Linked DNA regions of Ovis aries: region 2 is linked to region 1. A link is a contact called in public Hi-C data. All regions are on one chromosome and are shown on one strand. The core of a region is the stretch at or near the end of the contact, and the rest is flanking DNA. Distances in the headings are between cores, read along the strand shown.

What was found. A called contact is a pair of places that touch in the nucleus more often than the background predicts.
Region 2: a contact with region 1 is called in a Hi-C map of mixed tissues, with 3 times the contacts expected there. The contact joins two enhancer-like sites. A contact is called at or near these places in 3 of 16 Hi-C or Micro-C datasets (liver, mixed tissues and skin fibroblasts).

The regions. Positions count from the first base shown.
Region 1 is chr1:167,451,123-167,454,488 of ARS-UI_Ramb_v3.0, forward strand. All of the region lies in intron 6 of LOC121816352 (a long non-coding RNA gene), which reads left to right. Among named protein-coding and RNA genes, the nearest start is that of ZPLD1, 350 kb to the right of the region's middle. Within about 2 kb of position 1,574, at least 11 of the 54 cell types and tissues checked have an H3K27ac peak or open chromatin away from gene starts, as enhancers often do.
Region 2 is chr1:167,526,190-167,529,555 of ARS-UI_Ramb_v3.0, forward strand. LOC121816352 (a long non-coding RNA gene) reads left to right here. Exons shown (of 9, transcript XR_006055889.2): 7 at 2,149-2,239. Among named protein-coding and RNA genes, the nearest start is that of ZPLD1, 280 kb to the right of the region's middle. Within about 2 kb of position 1,877, at least 5 of the 54 cell types and tissues checked have an H3K27ac peak or open chromatin away from gene starts, as enhancers often do.

The DNA.
Region 1 (3,366 bases), core at 324-2,823:
TACTATGATGCCTGAAATATTGATTAAAGATACAATGCAAATAACTGTAGTTTGTTTGAAGTTAAAACCACAGATATCTTTTCCAGGCTGCATATGTATAGCTTTCTGACTTACTTAAAAGAGAACATCCCATAGCAGTGATTTGGAATAGTGTGGATTAAATCAAATGGCACAGACTGGTGATCTAGATAATAAAAATTCCCTTTCATACCCTTATTTGTGATTTCAGGCAAACATCTAGTTTGAGAATCAGCTATATGAGGATAACTGTTACCTTAAAAGATTATTTTTCTTTTATAACTTCCAGTGTAGAAATGGTTTGGTACACAAGACTATAGAGGATAGTGTAATGAACTTCTAATACTGGTCAGTCAGCTCAATAATTATCAACATTTTGCCAATTTTGTTATTTTTCTCCATTCTTTCTCTTTTCTCTTGAGTATTTCAAAGCAAATCCCAGAAATCATGTCATTTTTCAGCATGCATCTCTAACTGATAAGCCTTTTATATTTCACAATAAGTATGCCATTACTCAATCTGACAAATCTGAGAATGATTCCTTAATATCATCTAATACTGAGTCCATATAATATCCTCTACTAGCCTCCCAATTTTACACTCTAACTCTAGGTCATCTGTAACCTCACTAGGACTCTTATCTCTGGGAAAAAGCAGATCAATAAAGGGAACAAGTGGAAAGCATCTTTGATCTTTTTTTCAGTCCAAAGCACCAATGTAAATCCACTCTTTCCATACCTCCCTAATTCTGAATTCTGCTGCCACTACTTAGAGCAGTGTTTCAATGTCTAAGAACTGGGAGCAAGGACAGGCTATTTTTATGATAAGCCAGAGATGAAATTCTAGAATTTATCCTGTCTAGAATCTCTTTTCCAAACCCTTTGGGAGGCACATGGTCAGGAAGTGGATTTAGCTGTTGGTTTAGAAGCAGGATTTCCTCATAAGGAGTAAGATATTTTCATTAAATGATAGGTCTGTTTATATTTTCAAGTAATCTATAGTATCCTTAGTTGTAGTGGGTCACTCGTTCATATCTTCAGTGAACTTTTATTTAGTGCTAATTGTGGGTAAGGCATCATTTAGTAAGGAAAATATAAGATATAAAACAAAAAGCACTCTACAGAAAATAAAGTACAGTGGGAAGTCAGAAGCAAACTGTTTTTTAACTTGGGTGGTTTACAGACGAAAGGAGCATTTGAACAGAACCTTAACAGACTTCTAGAATTTGAGCAATTTGAAAAGTCATTTTGGGTGGAGGAAAGAGAATGAGCAAAGGCACAAAGGTAGGAAAAGTAAAATATGTGCAACAAATAAGATCAGTCTGGTGAACATGAAATTCTTCAGTCCAAACATCACAAAATGTCGTGACTAGCCATGCAGCTAGGTGTAGATATTACGTAATCACTCAGTAAGCAGAGATTCCAGTAACTGCTATCAGTCACTGCTGCCAGGAACTACTAATCAGGCAGCATGTTTAGAATGTCAAGATGATGATTGTTAATATGTGACCAACCAAGAAACTTGGTGCCTGGTAGAGGCATCTGACCCAATGTGATATAATAATTAATCCAACTGGGTAATATTTTACCTTCAAAACCAACCCAGTGGTTGGGTAAATAGGCAAACACTGTTACTGTTCATTTGTGAAGAGTATTTTGGCAACTTCAAGAGGCTTGAGAGGAACAGGTTCCACATGTGAAGCTTCTTTTGCTATAGAGCGGGATGTTCCTTAGAGCATTCATGTGGCAATATCATATATATATATATATTTTTTTTGCTTTCTAAACTCAAAATGCTACAACTACATCATTAACATAGAAATAGAAAAATCTTATTGACCTCAACCTCAAGCTTACAATTAATGTGTCTTTCAGCTAAAGGGTGAATTCAAATGATGGTAGCATTGCTGATTTAAGTTTTCTTTGTTGCATTCAGCACTGAGCTAAAATGTCCTAGATCAGAGAATGATTCCAAGTCAAACTAGTTCAATGTCTTAGTCCAGGTTATGTGCTTTATGGGCCCTGAGAAAAAGGCTTTTCTTTTATTCCTCAACATTAGCTAGAAATGCATTTTCAGCTAACATTTGTCGTGTGTTTATTATGTACATGACACTAGGTCAGGTACATCATAAGCATTACCCATTTTAATCTTCAAAACAACTCTATGACAGAGGTTAATATACTGATCTCCATTTCAGAGATGAGGAAGCTGGGGATTAGGGAGGATTAGTAATTTATACCCAGTCACATAGCTAATAAGAGGGGCAGGGCTGATTTTTGAGTCCTGCTGGTCTGCTACAGCAGGCTATAGGCATCTGAGCAGGGACAGAGGCCTGTGTGTTGTGATGAGAAGCAGGCAAGAAGAGGCTATCGCTTTTGTCTGCCTTTCTGTCTCTTCAATTTCTACCCTGCTCTTCTTCCTGCTTCCTCATTTTTTGCTATTTGTCAAAATCACAACTCCTCTATTTCCGTGTTCCTTGTATGTAAATCTTTTTTTCATTTATATATTAATTTATTTCTCATTTCACTCACTGATTTATCTCTAAGGTAGCAGGCTTTGTCTGCTAGGAAATTACAAGGAGAGCTAGTAAGTGAATGAATGAGTGGATACAGTACAATGAAATGAATGGAGTACAGTTGCTTTGAGGGCATAAAGAAGGAAAAATATAAAAATTTGAGGCCTGGGAGATTATGCTTGAATTGTGTCTTAAAGGAAGAGAAATTAAATGAGGAAGCAGGAAGAGCTTTCCAGGCAGACACACTAGCATTTGTATAGTCACTGAGCTGGGGCAATAGCCAAACATAACTAGGATCTGATGGTCATATGGGATGGTGGAATAAATGCAGAGTGTTTCCTGGGAGTGTTGAAAGATGAAGCTAGAGAGAAAGGCAGGGGCAAGCCTGTAAATTTCTTCAGTGCTAAATTAAGGAGTTTGAATGTTAACCTGAAAGTTACAGGAAATTGTTGAAAGGATTTAAGTTATGGAAATACATGATTTTTACTTTAAAAATAGCATTCTGATAATCATCGCTTGCATAGCCAGTTCCCATGCCTTGAAAAGGAGGCCCTAAGTTTGCACCAAGATTGTACATTACCAGCCTTGAGAGATTTCAAAGCCTTCATCACCCTGTGATCTTCCCTGATAGAAAGAGTTTTTCACTCTACTTCCTGATTCAGAAGTATTGCTCAGGTGGGTACAAGGCACCCTACATAATTTGGTCCTTAGACATGAAATTTATCGTTGTAACCACGAGAGCCTGCTTGCTAGGCACAAGATGCTCAGGTGTTACGGAGACATGCAGATCCCACTTCCTCTCAGAAATCTCCCCACCTACATTCTCATGTCTC
Region 2 (3,366 bases), core at 627-3,126, 75 kb after region 1:
AGAATAAGAGACAAAAAAAGGTAAGACTGTAGCATTGGAGAGCTCAGAACTAAGACTGGCCAATTCTGTCTCCTTAAAGAGAATGAGAAGGTCTATGCAGAAAAATCAAGGGTATGCAGAGGTAACCCTGGAAGAGATGGTTCAGGAAAGCAATAGGGGTCAACAGTGTTCGGTGCTGCAGGGATGTTTTATGAAATGAGAATGAAAAGTCTCTCAGTTATTCTGAGACCCATTTCTACTGCTAAGAGAGTCAGTTAACATACCTGGGTCTCAATTTAACTATCTGAAATATGGTGCTTATGAAAGATGGTGTTGGATCGTCTGGGTAAGGGGTGTTGGTCAGGAAGTGCTAGGCATTTCATCCAGCACTGTAAGTGGGTTAGTGTGAGCAAAAGGTGATATAGACCATTTTCTCTGTGTGTGTTTAGTTACCAAGTCGTGTCCAATTCCTTTGGGACCCTGTGGACTATAGCCCACCATGCTCCTCAGTCCATGGGATTTCCCAAACAAGAATACTGGAATGGGTTGCCATTTCCTTCTCCAGGAGATCTTCCCAGTTGAGGGATCAAACCCTCATTTCCTGCATTGCAGGTGGATTCTTTGCTGCTGAGCCACTGGGTTCTACCAACTCTATAAAATCTGTGAGGTGTGAGAACATTGTACCTTATGGGACAAACAAAGGGATTTTCCGAGTCACTCTGTAAATTACTAGGTAAATATAAAGTGACATTTCTGTTTCTGAGACAATAAATGTCAAAGAGAATTTTTCTGTGCACTGGTTGTGGCAGATTTAAGGCAGATGCAACCATGATGTTGATTTCACAGAGAAGAATCTGGAGACAAGGTTGTCAAGGCTGTGATCCCAAGTGTTAATGCATTAGCATCTTGGGAGTTTCGAGGTCCCTAAGGCTTTAAGATTTGTTTGCCTCTAGTGTTATTAAGTTATGGCCACTAGAAAATTCTGTCTTATCTTCATTTCACAGAGCTATCTAGAAATAATGAATATTCGGAAACCCCCATTTTCAGTTCAAGACCCTGTACTTCCATCCCTCAGTGTGACTCTCAGAACCTCCCATCCCTGTCCCTGTCATTTATTGTTGAATAGAGGTTGTAGAGGAAAGAGGATGATGATCCCCATTCTGCAGATTCTTGCCCTGGAGATGGTGCTGAGGCTCCAGCTGCGTTTTGGTACCTTGTGCAGGAAGAAATCACAACCTCAAGCAGTGATCCCATGCATTAGGGAAGCGAACCCAGGGCACTTGGGTCAGGAACTCAGTTAGTGTGTTTCTCATGTGCAGGAACCTGATCTTGGGTCCTCACACAAAATCTCATGTGCAGTAAATGCTCAATAACTGCTGTTAAAAAAAAAAAGAAGAAGAAGAATGCCTTACCCAGTCAGGCTGCATGCATCACTGGGGAGGCAAGGCCAGCCTTTGTCATTGGCCTATAATGTCGGTTCCATGGGATGATTTTGAAGTTGCTGTCAATCACCCTGTCCCCCCAGTTACTATGCTTCTGGATGATTGCAATTCTACTTTTGGACTTCCACCAATAAAAAGTCTTGTTCTCTGACAAAATGCAAATGTGCCCAGGAGAGCAAAATTTCATCATCAGATTCATATATCTTACTGAATTTGAGTTTTTTCGATCTCTCCTGAGAGGAGAGTTTGACTAAGGATATTGAGAAGAGAGAGAGAGTAGGAGTGATGAAAAGACAGGGGAATAGTAGCTACAAAATATCTGAGTTTACAGACACCACAGTTATGCCTAGAACTGGTCCTGATTGGTAGACTGACAAGGCAGCTATCCAAGGATAATGTGTATTCACTATGACTCATTTTTTTCCCACTCATTCCTTTACACTTCAATAGGAATACAGGCAATGGGTCAAGTGCCACATACACAGGCAGTCACGGATTATTAACACAGTCACATCTAGATGCACAAAGAGGACAGGAAACATTTTTAGTCTTGCAGCCCCACTTCCTTGCAACTGATTGATTAGCACAGTAACATGAGCAAGCACTAAGCCCTGGGCTTCAGGTGACACATTCAATTAATGACATTCAGGCATGCAAAGAAAGATAAGCATTCTGGTACCAGGCAATTACAAATTATAGACTAATGAATGCGATTTTGTTTTCACAGATTTTCCCATTTTACTCTATAACACTGGGATCAACATTCATTAGCTCAGAAGGATCTAGGTTCAGGCATGCTGGCAAGGCATCAATATAAGGTAAGCTTCTGCATTTGTTCAATGTGTATGCCAGATTAGATGGAATTACCAAACTTAATCTGACCTCTAGTGGCATTTGGTAATAATGAGCACACTTGAAATATACCTAGAAGCTTTGCTGTGGAAATCCTGCCATGTTTTATTTTAAAACTGGAAGAAATCTTAGAGATGATGTGCTTAGGAAGCATCCCACCCACTGCTCCATTCTGCAGGTGAGGAGATGAGGTCTAGAAATGTTGAGTGATTTGACTGAAAGATTGAAGAGCTAATTGATAGTAAAGACACTAACGATAGAATCCAGGCTTTTATATTTCCATGCAAATATGATACTTTCATCAAAGAAAAATCAATATGAAAATATGTTTAAATGTTGATAAGGATAAGCTGAAATATACAAACTTAATGGCTTTTTGAATACTGTGAGTCAAAATCATCAAGGCACTTTCAGCTCAATATCTGAATATTTTAGTTGAAAGCATATGGAAACTCAATCAAAATTACTGACTGCAGTTGAAACATTTTTTTTTATGTTTAATACATTGATTCTAATAGTATTTATTTTTAAATTAATTTATTTGTTTTAATTGGAGGCTAATTACTTTATAATATTGTAGTGGTTTTTGCCATACAGTGACATGAATCAGCCACGGGTGTACATGTGTTCCCCATCCTGAACCACTCTTCCACCCTCTCCCCATCCCACCCCTCACGGTCATCACAATACACCAGCCTTGAGCAACCTGTCTCATGCATTGAACCTGGACTGGTGATCTCTTTCACATATGATAATATACATGTTTCAATGCTATTCTCTCTAATCCTCCCACCCTCACCTTCTCCCAGAGTCCAAAAGACTTCTATACATCGGTGTCTCTTTTGCTGTCTCACGTATAGGGTCATTGTTACCATCTTTCTAAATTCCATATATATGTGTTCAGTTCAGTTCAGTTGCTCAGTCGTGTCCAACTCTTTGCGACCCCATTAACCACAGCACACCATCCTGTCCATCACCAGCTCTCAGAGTCCACACAAACCCATGTCCATTAAGTCGATGATGCCATCCAACCATCTCATCTTCTGTTGTATCCTTCACCTCCTGCCCTCAATCTTTCCTAGCATCAGAATAT